Regions from separate parts of the Mus musculus genome. Here region 1 is linked to region 2. Evidence: chromatin contacts called from public promoter capture Hi-C data. All regions are on one chromosome and are shown on one strand. Each heading gives the region's core, a stretch centred on a gene start, on an enhancer-like site or on the middle of the called end of the contact. The rest is flanking DNA. Distances are from core to core; before and after follow the strand shown.

The links. Promoter capture Hi-C pulls out the DNA fragments that hold promoters and counts their contacts.
Region 1: a promoter capture Hi-C map of hematopoietic stem and progenitor cells shows a contact between it and region 2, with 4 times the contacts expected there. The contact joins the promoter of Defb47 here to the promoter of Sacs in region 2. A contact is called at or near these places in 4 of 39 promoter capture datasets (hematopoietic stem and progenitor cells, hippocampal neurons, liver and 1 more).

Annotation. Positions count from the first base shown.
Region 1 is chr14:62,992,864-62,999,934 of GRCm38.p6, forward strand. Defb47 (defensin beta 47) reads left to right here and starts at 5,214. Exons shown (of 2, transcript NM_001039125.2): 1 at 5,214-5,296. The coding sequence starts at 5,239.
Region 2 is chr14:61,134,030-61,141,207 of GRCm38.p6, forward strand. It overlaps Sacs (sacsin), which reads left to right and starts at 4,428. Exons shown (of 10, transcript NM_015788.2): 1 at 4,428-4,742.

The DNA of each region.
Region 1 (7,071 bases), core at 3,964-6,463, 1.9 Mb after region 2:
TGGCCTCGGGACCACATGTGGGACAGCAACCTACAATATCCCTAACCCATCACTGTACAGTGCCTGCTTCCTTGGCCTCAACCCTGTGCCTGAAGGCTTCATCCCAGGCCCTGGCCTCCCTCTTCCTTTTCAACACCCAGGCTGTTAAAGTAGACCTGAGATGTGGGAACAAGAGCGCGTATCTAGCATTCAGCATGAACCCTGTGAAATGGGATTTGCGTGGAGTGGCATACACAGGTTCCTGGCTTTAGCTTGGCAAAGAAAACAAATCAGGAAATCTCCTAGAATCCCTAACTATTTAGAGCCAAGGGACAGTAAGCAGCGCTGAGGCTTACAGCAGAAGGAATCCATTCTCATCCACTTAGGTGCCTGCAGGACCTCCAGATGGGATAGAGTCGGAAAGTGGCCTTTCGTCTCAGTTACCTTGGCTGTGGGCTTTATATGCACAAAGAGACACTGATGAAAAGCGTGCAACAGAAAATGCCATGGGAGGTATGATCGTCTTGATAAGCTGAGTTTCCTTTCTAAATACGTGCAACTAGAGACTGCTTACTGCTAACTAGTTCATAGTGCTTCATGCTGGGGGGAGGGGGGAATGGCTTTTAGCACAAATCCAGCTCTGCTTCGGAAAATATGATATGGGGAAGAGAACAGGAAAGTGGGAAGAAAATGGAGATTAAAAAACAAACCAGTTTCACATTGCAGCTACTCACTGTGCACTGACTCCCTGCTGGAAAGCAAATACACAAAGGAAATCACATGCTGATCTCTGATCCCCACAAAGTCACCCGCTATGCAATATGGGTTGTTACATGAGACCCTATCTCAAAAATTTTTAATTAAAAAAAAAATCCAAAAAGCCTTGAATTTGGAAAAGCTGTTCTGTTTTTTGTGTGTTGGTTTGTGGGTTTATCATTTTGACTTGGGTTGATCTGGTTTTGTTTTGTTCCTTTGATTGTTTTTGTGTGTTTTTGTTTTAATATGACAGGATTTCTTGTAGCCCTTGAACCGGCTGCTTAGCCAGGGATGGTGTTGAACTTCTGCTCCTCCTGCCTCCATCTCACAAGTGCTGAGCTGCATTCCCCACCACCGCCACCCAGATTCATGTTCTCACTGCCATTGAGGACAGGTGAGGTTATGAAATGGACAGAGCAAATCCCATTACTTGTCACCAAAATGAAATGAGGAACTGTGTTAAAGTTGCCATAGGAAGGTGGGTCCTCTCCCAAAGTCTTCAGGTAGACATTTGCAGTCCAACTGCAGCTTTGGGAGGTAAGGTTAGGAGAGACGAAGAGAGGGAGGGAGGGAGGTGGAGAAAGAGAGGAAGAGAGAGAGAGAAGGGGGAGGGGAGGAAAGGGGAGGGGAGAAAAAGGGGAGGGGAGAAAAAGGGGAGGGGAGGGGAGGGGAGGGGAGGGGAGGGGAGGGGAGGGGAGGGGAGGGGAGGGGAGGGGAGAGGAGAGGAGAGGAGAGGAGAGGAGAGGAGAGGAGAGGAGAGGAGAGGAGAGGAGAGGAGAGGAGAGTGCAAGCAGATGGGGAAGACGAATAAAGTTCAGGATATAAGATACAACCCTGCCCTTATCACCTCCAGCAGGAGGCCACTAGATGATCTTGTCCTTGCCTCAGTCCCCTTTCCTCCTTTATGGGTGCTGTTTGACAGGATGATGTGTGGATTTGTTCCGAGTGTAGAATCTGTTTGCATCCCAAGGAGATGGAAATGACAGGGCTCCACGCTATGCAATGTCCAAGGTTTAGTAGCAAAAGAGGCATTTTACACAAGTACCTAATGTTACAGCAATTTTTATGAGTCTGCATGACATGTTACAAATGAAGTTCTGCCAATCTAAGGATTTAATATATTCAGCTGCACACCTAAACATAAACAAGGTATGTGAGCTGAGGGGGACAGCGACTATCCACACCCTTGTGCCATAGACTGGAACTAACTACAGCTCAAGCGATTGTTCCTCAGCTCGCTCCTGAATTCTCTCAGTATGCCCAGACCCAAGCCTGGCTCTGAGTGTTCCAAGATCCCTGCACAGCCGTTATGACGCAGCCATGGTAGGAAGCATGAGACATTGAGATGGAGAGACACTCGGAGATTCAGCACGGTGGCCATCTCCCTCAGCCTTACATGCTATGACGAACCTTCTTGCTTCCATGGGACAGCCTAATAATCAAAAGGTAACCTGCATTTACAGTAGTTGGCCAATGAAGAGCCACAAAGCCCAAGAATCAATCAATTTAGATTTCAATTAGCTTCTACCTAGCACTTCAACACTTCAAAGGACCTTTTCTTTTAAACACTACACTTCAAATTATTTCCCAGTCTACATTCTAAATAAAAAAGAGGCTATTGTGTGAGTGTTCTTCTCATCTATGAAGTAATTTTCTGTATGAACCACAGAAAGTTAAATCAATTTAATGCAGTGGAGCAAAGATAACTTTTTGCAGCATGGAGCAGAGGAGCAATCACACACACACACACACACACACACACACACACACACACACATACACACATACACACACACACACACACACACACACACACATACACACACACACACACACACACACACACAATGATGGGATGACCTCCATCTCCTACTGAGCATGGACAGCAACCTAAGTGCTAGCTCAGAAACAGTAAACTCCTGAGAGAGAACGGAAGAGAATTTAACAAGCTGGATAGACAATGTGTTTGTTTGTTTGTTTGTTTGTTGTTTTGTTTTGATCACACTCCAGAAGCCAGGGCAAGGCAGTGAAAATATACAGATGGACTAACAGCAAACTATCAAGAATCCTTCTCGTGGGAGGAAGCAATCAGCAGAACAAAGGGACAAACTACTGACTGCGAGAAAATGTTTGCACACCATTTATCTGATGCGGAATTGATATTCAGAATATATTGGGAACTCAGTATACAATGAGAAAAATCTAATTTTTCTTAAAAAAATAAAATTATTTGAATAGACCTTTCTCAAAAGAAAGCATACAAATAGTCGAGAAGTATATGGAAAAAATTCTAAGTGCCCAGAAAATGCAAGTTATGTCCATATTAAGGCATCCTGTCACCACAGTTGGGGTGGCTATTATCAAAAAGTATATATATATAAACCCCACAAAAGCCAGTGACACTGTGGAGATGGGGAGGAACTCACACAAAGCCAGTGGGGATAGAGATCAGTGCAGCCAGGGAAGGGAGCAGAGTGAGGCTGCTCAGAGTTACCAACAGAACCACGGGATCCAGCAGTCGCACAACTAGAAGGAAATGCAATGGTATTTTCAAGATCCGTCTACACTCCATGTGTTCATTGGAACACGATTCACATTAGGAAAGAAACAGAGCACACCTACTTACCTATCTTTGGAGGGATGGAGAGAATGTGATATCCTGATCACGAATATAATACAATAGCATCCAGTCATTTAAAATGGATGAGATTCTCCCGCTGTCAGGAATGTGGGTAGGGCAGGAGGTTAGTTACAGTGTTCTGTGAAGCCAAGCACAGGAGACAAACACATCCTCCCACTCTGTGTGCTCCTCTCCTTGATGTACACACTCCCCTAACCTGGCAACTTATCCCAGTGAGCTCCCCTCTCATGCAGCCCTTGAAAGGTGTCTGGACATTGTTTTCATCTGTGACACCGTGGGTAGAATCAGGAAACATATGAAGTGAGATCAACCAGGCAGAGAAATGCAGATGCAGCGTGCCCTCACTCGTTAGGGAAGCTTAAAGAAGCTGACAATGAGAGGAGAGTGGACTAGCCATCAGCTGGAGCAGGGATGGGTGACGTGAGAACGTGGAGAAAGGTGCCAAGACACAGACAGTACCAGTGAGAGGAAGAAGCGCAGGAGAGAAAGGTCAGCAGGCACTACTTCTAATATATATTTCTTGATATTTGAGAATGTCATACACATATTAAAATACAATGTGTTTTAGTCATATTCACCACTATTCTTCCCTCTAACTACTCCCAGACCCTCCTCTCCTCTCTGCCCCTCCCCTTCCTACCTACTCCCAACTTTGTGTATCTTTTGTTGTTGTTGCAAGACAGGTCCATAGGCACAATAGTGTTAAAAACATTAGAGGGCTATCCATAGTTTTCTGCTCTGATTTAAAGCCCACTCCTAAGAAGAGAACACAAGCAGTGCTGTAAATCTGGCCAGAGACCCAGAGTTGGGGAGCTCATGGGTTCCAGTAGTAAACCTACTGCAATCATTCGATGAAACTACCGAAGTATCGATCATATCGTCCTCTAAATATGCATCTCTCTACCCATAGATTAGAGCAGCTTTCAGACCTAAACTCACAACTGGTCAAAGTGTGGAGAATAACTGACTATGAAATGTCAGTCACAATTAAGACATCTGTATCACACACACACACATTCACCACGCTCAGGAAGCATTGAAGAAAAGAAGGTAAGATTCTAAGAGACAGAAGTCAGGAGACAGCAGAGCAAAACAATCTCTTCTGGATATGACAGTAACTGTCCTGATGAACTCACAACATCTGTGATCAGCCTGCATAAGACCTGCACCAGATCAAGCCAGTTAATATTTCAGCACAAAGGGCTCGCAAGCTCCCCACATCTGAGAAGCTATGGACAACTTCTGGGAGAGGAAGAGTTGTTGTTGTTGTTGTTGTTTTTTTCCAAATACATGGCCCTGGTAGGTGGACCATGCTCTAGTGGACAATCTCACGCCACGAGCATACAAGGCAGCACAAAGGGAACTCAGTGGGTTATTAGAACAAGATGTGTAACGTCTAATCATACAGTTCAAAACACTAGCGGGGAAGTGCTTGGCCATGTTTGAGGGAGGAAGGTTGCCAATTATCCTAATTTGACCATTACATGCCGTGTACATGGAGCTGATTACAACACTGCTCTCAGCAAACAGGTGTAATTGTTATATGGCATGTAAAAAATTTAATCATGAACTGTGTTTTCCAAAAAAAAGAACTGGCTGACGGTGAACGGTAGTACCACTGGTGAAACTGAGAACACACAGGAAGGAGAAGGACACCATTAACCATCTGGTTCTCTATTATTAGGTTAATTTGTCACCAAATTTAGAAACCCTAAGGTTTGGAAATACTCCCACAAAAGCAGTTTTCCTTCTTTGCAGGTTAAGCTTCACTGGTCAGGAGGAACCACGGGCCCCCAGAAGTGAATAAAAACCCCCGAGCCTCACCAGCACCGACCACCTTCCACACTGCTGGCCACTCGACCATGCGATCCCGTTCCTTCCTGCCTGTCCTCTTCCTCTTTGTGATGATGATGCTGAGAGGTAAGGTGGGAAATGACTTCAGGAGCAGGACTTCTTAGGAGGTCTACTGGGGTGCACACGTGTGCTTTCTCCCCCAATAACTCAGATGTCAGGACATAGACTTGAGTGTCCCAAAGTCCAACACCTTCAGAACTGATGGCATCCCAATTGAGAAAGGAATCAAGGACCCCCATCAACATAAAATGGGGACAAAGAACCCCACCACGGAGAGGAGAAGCCCAATTAATAGAAATAGAGAGAAAAGCTACTTGATGTAAGGCTTAAGTTGGTATACTTTAAAAGAAATGGGCTACCGTCAGCATCTCACTCTCCAAAGAGAGTAAAGATTAGTTTATATCGCTGAGGGGATGGAGGTATACAGAGTTGATTGGTGAGAAGTGTATGTAAGTACTAGAAACAAATGAAAAACAGGGGAGCAGGGGGATTATGGGGAAAGTAAAGACAACGGGAAGCTTCAGTGAAGGCCGCGTCCCTGAGACCCACAGTTCATGCATCTGAATGTTAGAATCTAGAATCAAGGGCAAACCACACCAGCCCTCTCTGACTGTTCCATGCAGAACCTGGTGAGAACCTTATACAAATCTTTTCCCCACTACTTTTTAGAAGAAAGGGGGCTTGCTGGGTATACTTCAGGAGCAGAGGACTGGACAGTAGTGAAAGCCCGGCTCACCACCTGCAGGATGCCCACATCTCTCAAACTACTGTCTGTCCTCACTGAGAGAGCCCTTCTTGGTTCATCTCTGAGATTCTTTTGAGCACAGCCAAAGGCTCCCACTAGTGAACTTGAGTCTAGTTTATGAGCATCCTCATTATCTACCTGGCACATAGCTGTGCTCTCACAAAGGAGACGATCCAATCCTCCATTCACTTCTCAGCTGTAGTCAGAAAGTTTGGCTGCAGTGGACAGACTTGCAGGGACCTGTGATGTAAAATAGGAAGTTACGCTAGTGGCCGCTCTGGATAACAGAACTCATACTTACATGAAGACTATGGTTGTACTAAGATCACCCATGTGGTTGCAGCACTAAACCACATTTCCCTTCCTCTGGGTCCTTGTTATTTTCACCAGTCCACACAGACATAAAAATGCTAACTGGTTTCTACCAGACTTTCCCCTCTAGACCTCAGACTTTCCCCTCTAGACCTCTTAAGTAGTTTCTCTGAGGAAACTACGGAGGGTTTGTGTGTGTGTGTGTGTGTGTGTGTGTGTGTGTGTGTGTGTGTGTGTGTGTGTGTTTGGTTGTTGTTGTTGTTTTGGGGGGGTTGTTTTTTGGTTTTTGGTTTTTGGTTTTTGTTTTGTTTTTTGTTTTTGTTTTTGTTTTGCCATGTATGACAGCATTGAAGAACCAGGGATGCTACTAAGGATGTGAAATGAAATAGGTATGTTATTCCACTTATACAAGGATCTAAAATAAAAGAATAGGTAGTACAAATGGTGGTTATCAGGCCCGGGAGGTGAGGGTGGGAGAAGAAGGACTGGAGAGTTTGATATAAAAATCCAGTTAAACCATTTAATGAATACGTTTTATAGGTGAATTCTAAAACCTCATGTCTTTAGCTCTTAAAAAGGTGAAGAGGTTGGGCCTTATGGTAAGGCTTCTTATCATAATAAAAAGAGTAAGGAGAGGCTGTTTAGGACAAGGAGAGAGCTAGCCTCCTGCAGAGGTCACAGGGAACTCAGAGAGAGACCTGCATTGCAAGTCAGGATCCCTGGCCCCTCCAGAGCAAGCAAGCCTTCCTTTGCTCCTCTCAAACGGGTTACACTGTGAGGATGG
Region 2 (7,178 bases), core at 3,178-5,677:
GCCCATCCGTGGTGTCCTTGTAGTGAGCAGCATGACATAATAGCCATCAGGTAAGAAAAAGCCTAGATGTTTGATTGCCAACAGCACACCCAGATGAAGGATGGCCCAAGTCCCAAGAGTGAATGGTTGCCAGTACCTGTGAGGGTAGATGTGGGCTGAGCCTGGGATTGTCCTTCCTATCTGTCCCCAGAGTTCTTGGGAGGTCTGTCCATTGAACAGACCTCTGGTGGTTACGGTGTATATTAAAGGCAGTGGAGAAGCATTTGGAATCACCCGTGCTTCTGCAGTTAGGCCACCTGTCCCAGGACAATGACAGCCAACACGGGATAGATGATGTGTGCAGGGATGCCCATTAGGGTAGGGGTCACGAGGGCATTCTGCACAAAGTCCTATCCATACTCACCCAGTTGCATTTACTCTCAAACAGACAGGGCTGTGAATCACCTAGGCCACAAGCCTTTTGTCATGCCTGTGCAGGGGGTGGGATAGGGGGATTAGGTTAATTAAGGGGGTGGTACCATTCCCTGGGTTTGGGTCCTAGACTGCATTAAGAGGGGAAAGCATATCATTGTTCATCCATTGTTTTCAGCTTCCTGACAGCAGATTCCATGTGAGCAGCTGCCTCAATCCCCTACCACCAGGGCGTCCCCTTCATGATGCACTGGGGCGAAAAGGACGACATCACTGCTTCTGGGTAGGGTTGAGGAGGAGGTCTGTTGTAGATATGAGGGAAAGAGCAGCCAGAGGCATCTGGAAGGGTCCAGGCTGAACTGAGCCATGAGGAGGGGAGGGGAGGAGTGAAGAGGAAGAGGAAGAGAAAGGGCATACACATGGGCCAAGAGAGATTTAGGAGTGGAGCTAGCCAAGAGCCAAGAGAGCACATAGCCAAAATGGCTGAGGTATTCAGGCAAGAGAAGTGGAAGCCCGGTTCCTGGGCTGGGGAGGGTTTGAGTATGGGGAGGGGGAGAAGTGCTGGGAGGAGCCAGCTGGACTGAGGGAGGAGTCACCTGGACCAAAGGAGCCTTGCCCAGGCTTCTTTGAGACCCAGCAAACTGCAGCCTCAAACTGTGAGCCAGGATAAACCCTTTCTCCCTCAAGCTGCTTTCGGGAGGGCGTTTTAGGACAGCAACCAGGAAGAACTGAAGCTCTGTAAGCTGCTCTGATTTGAAAACTTTGTTCCCAAAGAAACCAAGCCTCCAGTTCTCAATGAAGAAGCTTGGGAGTGGCGCCTAGTGGAGGCCTTGGGTCGTGGGGGCAGAATTCCGTCGGTCAGTTAAGTTTCTCTCTTGTGGAGAGCTCTGCCCCTTTGTGCTTGAGCCATCTGGGGTCCGTGCACCCCACCCCCAGCCAGAGCAGCAGAGAGCCTTGCCAGGTGGACCACGGAGTGATGTTCTTTACAGCCTCAGAAACCAGCCAAGTAATTGCTTCTTTTATAAATTACTCACTCTTGGATATTCTGTTACAGCGACAGAAAAACATCAAGATGTTGGGTGTTCTGAGCTTCTGGGCTAATATCCACTTATCAGTGAGTGCATATCATGTGTGTTCTTTTGTGATTGGGCTACGTCACTCAGGATGATATTCTCCAGATCCATCCATTTGTCTAAGAATTCATGAATTCATTGTTTTTAATAATTGAGTAGTATTCCATTGTGTAAATGTACCACATTTTCTGTATCCATTCCTCTGTTGAGGGGCATCTGGGATCTTTCCAGCTTCTGGCTATTATAAATAAGGCTGCTATGAACATAGTGAAGCATGTGCCCTTATTACAAGTTGGAGCATCTTCTGGGTATATGCCCAGGAATGGTATTGCTGGATCTTCCAGTAGAACTATGTCCAATTTTCTGAGGAACTGCTAGACTGATTTCCAGAGTGGTTGTACCAGCTATCTCCTGAGAGGCTCTGCCAGTGCCTGACTAATACAGAAGTGGATGCTCACAGTCATTCACTAGATGGAGCACAGGGTCCTCAGTGAAGGAGCTAGAGAAAGGACCCAAGGAGCTGAAGGGTTTTGCAGCTCCCTAGGAGAAACAACAATATGAACTAACCAATAAGCCCAGAGCTCCCTTGGACTAAACCACCAATCAAAGAAAACACATGGAAGGACTCGTGGCTCTAGCTGCATATGTAGCAGAGGATGGCCTACTGGGTCATCAATGGGAGGAGAGGCCCTTGGTCCTGTGAAGGTTCTATGCCCCAGTAGAGGGGAATGCCTGGGTCAGGAAGCGGGAGTGGGTGGGTTGAGGAGCAGGGGGAGGGGGGAGAGGATAGGGGATTTTTGGAGGGGAAACTAGGAAAGGGGATAACATTTAAAATATAAATAAAGAAAATATCTAATAAAAAAGAGAAAGAAAACAAAAAACAAAAAAAATCAAGATGTAACCTAAATATAATTAGTATTGTGTCATATTTCGAATGATCCTGAACCTTAACTTCAAATGTATAAAGGAGAAATCAGAGTTTTAAAACATTAAATTGAAAAGAGTCACACTGCATAATCTGTGGCAGAATTTCTTTAAATTAAGCAGTTTGATTTTTAAAAAATAGATTTTCTTTTACATTTACGTGCTAATTGGTTGATTGGCTGATTGTGTGTACGTGTGTGTGTGTGTGTGTGTGTGTGTGTGTGTGTGTGTGTGTGCATTACAGTGCATATGCAAAGGTCAGAGGACAACTTTGAGGAATTGGTTTTAACTTCTTCTTCCATTCTGTGTGTCCTGGGAATTGAACTCAGACGGCCAGGCTTGGCTGCAAGCACCTTTACTTGCTGAGCCATCTCGCCTAATTTTTAAATTTTTTTTTAAAGATTACCTTCTGTGTCTCTTACAAATTACCTTTCAAGGCAACACTTTAGCTCTTGTCCCATCATTCCTTTCTCTTTCCAACCTTCGGTACCCCTCCCAGCCTCCTGGATTTCACTGTTCTCTGAGCTTAGAGTTGCCTCTAGCGGGGCAGCCCTCTTGTACAAAGGACCTAGTTCTCTTCCTGGCTGCAGTTTAGCATAGCAACCTCAGCATTTATATATTTATTTATTTATTTATTTATTTATTTACACCCCACCAACACTGTGTGTGTATATGTATGTATGTATATATATATATATATATATATATATATATATATATATATATATATATTTACAGGAGTGTACTCCAAAGCCAGTGGGAGACCTCTGTCTTATCTCCTTGAGACAGGGTCTCTTACTGATCTGGGAGACTTCAGGAGACAGAAAACTCTACCTGTCTTAACATTATTGAGCTATGGCACACGGCCCCACAACACTTGTTGTAGGTACTAGGCATTTGAACTAAGGTACTCATGTTTGTGCAAAAAGTGGCCTTGCCCACTGTGCCATTCCAAACACAGCTCTCTAATGCCCTTTTAAGATCAGGACCTTGAGCATCTTTGGGTTTTGGCAGCTTCAAGAAAGCAATTCCCATGGATTCCGAGGGATGACTAATAGGAGTCTGTGGTGTGGAAGAAATGCTATTAGATTTGGTATCTTCAGTGGTCCCCTGGGAAGGGCGAGACTACAGCAAAGCAGACAAAGTGGATTGCCCTTTCTGAAGTCGGTGCCTCTCCCCAGGGACATCATTGGAGCCTGTATGGCTGAGCTGAATTAGGTAATTTCCCCAAGGGTGCAGCAAACAGGAGCCTCCAATCTTCTGAAGCTCTAGCTGGTGTACACTCCCCATTCATAGGATGCTGGAGGATGTTGGTCCTGATGCTGTAACTAGAGCACAGCCCACGCAAGGGCAGAGGACCGGGGCTGCACACAAAGCTTGGTGCCGTAGAGATGCCGTGCCCTGGTTTATTGCCTCAGTGTCCCCATTACTAAACTGACAGAAACACTGAATTAACACTGGCATCAGATTGCAACTGTAGAACATTTTACAACACACAGCACATTTTGAGTGAATTTTTGATTTTTTGATACTTATTTGGAATCTCATGTCCACAATGACAATGAACAAAGGCACTGTGTATGCTGTTTTATCTGGGCATGTGCTGCTGTTACTATCATATGGCTATCACCTGTCTGTCATCCATCCATCCATTCATCCATTTTGAGACCAGCTATCCTTGAACTCACTATGTAAAGGCGGCTGATCTTGAGCGCTTAATCCTCCTGTCTTCAGACCGGGCAGAGTCTATTCAGAACTCTTTATGGGGCTGAGGAGGCCCATACCAAGCCCCTAGCACCAACCTTCTATGGGGAATGACTTTGTTTTAAGCCGTATGCCTTCCATAAAATTAATCTCTGGAAAACAACAAAAATAATAATAAAGCTCCCATCGTGACTTTTTACCTCAGTGATCCACAACACTGGGTGTGTGGCATTATGGCATTCTTTGAAGCTGATATGCTATCTCTTTAATTTAAAAAAAGAGAGCAGTGAGCTAGGTAGGGGGAGCTGTGACTGCCGCACTCTCCCGGCCCTGCGCTGAATGCAGTGGCAGTAACGCTGGCTGGGACTTGTTTGTTGTTGGTACAAAAGGCACACAAAGGCCGGACAACCAGGTTGATGATGGCCACCGTGAGACTCTGAGGGTCCCTCGGACTGCGGACTGCGTCTAGTCTAGGAACAGCTACATCGGGCGTTGCGACCCGCTGGAGCCGGGTGGTGCGGTCGCTGCTACAGCTGCTGCTGCTCCAGCTGGGCCGTGGACCACTGTCCTCTGCATCTTCGCCCCCAAGGAAGACAGAGCAGCTCTGGCGTGTAGTGCCACAGCGCACGGGTGAGGAGTTGCTACCTTGGCATCCTTGGGTAGGGTGGGTCCCGCTCTACCTCCTCATCTTAGTTCCAGAGGGGCTCTGACTGCAGGCTTTGTCTTTTTAATTTCCACTCCAAGTTGCAGAGAGTGGTCATAATGGGTTCGCTGCTGTTATGCAGAGTGGGGTCCGGACTATTGGTATTTATACAGTGGCATTCTCAGAATAGTTTATTACTTAATCTGCAATCGCTCTAATTTTAACCTCATATTCTCAACCAGCCAGTTCTCAGTTACCTTATTTAATAATACTCGAAAGCCTTATGACAAAAAAAAATTCTCCTTATTTCATTTCATTCCAGGAAATAATTAAATTCTTAGAAAGAGTTCTGTGATTTTAGCAAAGTTCTCTCCTACTCTGCTGTCCTTTTTTGCTTGCCTGCGTTTTTCTTAAAACAAGGTCAGTGGGGAGTATTGCCTTTGAGGCTGATATGCTGATAATTTTAGCTTTAATCTTACTCCCTGTGTCTCTGAAAATGGTAAAAAGCCTCTTCCATTTGAACCAGCCAGGATGGGGGCTGGTTCCAGGTGTTTTCCAAGCATAAGCTGCCACAACCCCATATTGGTCTCTTTACTCCTGCACCAACCAGTACAGAAGTAATTCACGATCAGCCCCCATTTATTTGTCTTATGACGAGTTTTACAAGCACCCACTGGCAGCCAGGTAAGAACTAGGACAGTGTGAGGTTCTCATGTTCACATCCCCTGAGTGTTGCGGAAGACTAACCAGCTCTCTTTCCTTTGCCTTGACAGTTAGCCCCATTCTGTGTGGTCCCTTGTCTTCTTTATCCTTGGCTTTTGGCTTTTGGCTGCCCAAGCTGCTCCCTCCCGCACCCATGATCCTTAAGACTCTGTCTAAGTCCCTTTCAAAGGAAGCAAGCTAGCTTACACCATCTTCCTGCGTCCCTGCTGTTGTGCTCATCCTGTGAGAGCAGCAGTAAGAACCGTTGACCGCTGTTCCGATGTTTCCCGTTCTTCCTGTCAGAAGAAAAGCTCAGTCACAGCTTTTGAAGAACAAGGACAGCTGACAGGAGTCCTTTGCTTTGGGCCGGACTGGCCCTCAGCAGCCCTGTGCTCAAATGTCAGCTCAACTGGACCTTCCTGCCACAGCCCCTTAGAAGTCGCTAACAATTGGTGCCTCAGTTTCTCTTCTGTCCAAGACACTGATGGTCATTGCTCAGATGATGGTGGTATCATTGAGACATCAAATGTTTGTGAAGATAGCTAGCTTAGACTAAGCAGTGTGTTGCTAGTGAGTATTTGACTCATTTCCAACCCATTCCACCCCATCCATCCATCCATCCATCCATCCATCCATCCATCTATCCATCCATCCAACCACACATACATCTACTCACTCAATCTATGAAACACACCAAATAGCTTCATTTATTAGTGTTCCCTCAAAAACTGAATTTATAAATGTACTTTTGGCTGAGTGCCTCTTAAACAGCCTTTGCTTTGGGCTAAATGTTCTCATACCTTTGGCCTATGAATGCGGAGCTAGAACTTCCTTGCTGCCATAGGGCTGTTCTCTGAGGGGAAGGGAGGCTGATTCCTCTTGCATACCTTCCCCTAAACACATCATGGTAGCAGTAACAATGACTATACTGGCCATGTCCCCCAGGAGTCCAAGTCAGGACAGTTAAATGTACTTAAATGTGCCAAATTGGAAATCAGAACAAGTCCCGTTACTATTTTGATCTTGGACAGCCAGGCGGCCCACTCACTCTTTATAGACATTGCCAATCCTGTGACTATTTTTAATCTCTACTTTGTCTTTCTCCTTTCTCTTTGCTATTTTCCCTTAAACTCTTCACTTAACATGCACTGGACTTCAGTGTCTATGATGGAGATGTTGTACCCTTCCCAGAGGGAGAAGGAAAACAGAAAAACTGGACAAAGCACTGGATTGGGAACCAGAAAAATGTGACTTTAGCTCTGTTGGCTTTTATTTGTGCATAACAGAAAACCATTTATCCTCGGAGCTAAGATAAGAGGTTTGGGGAGAGACTCTTTGACTTTCCTTAGAGTCCTGAGTATAAGATCTTGACAGCTCTCTTTGGACTCTGCTCACTGCCTCAGAATAGTCAATCAAAAATTACTTTTCATTCGTGTGGTCAAGATTAGAAATGATTTAATAGCCCCACTCTGTAGGTTAGAAGATGCAAGATTAAGGGAGTGGAAGCTCAGTGTATTCTTATTTGAGAATGGAGAGGTCTACTCAATGTAGCTTTTCTTGCTGAAGATCGCCGAGTTCTCAGACCCCATGCCCCAAGTTCTGCTTCTTGCTGTCATGTTCTTCCCACTGCACTTTGGAGTTTGGGTGACTGGAAGCCTGAGAGCTCACACAGATCACCCATTTTGTGCAGAACCATCGTTAGTTCTTTTATAGCAATGTAG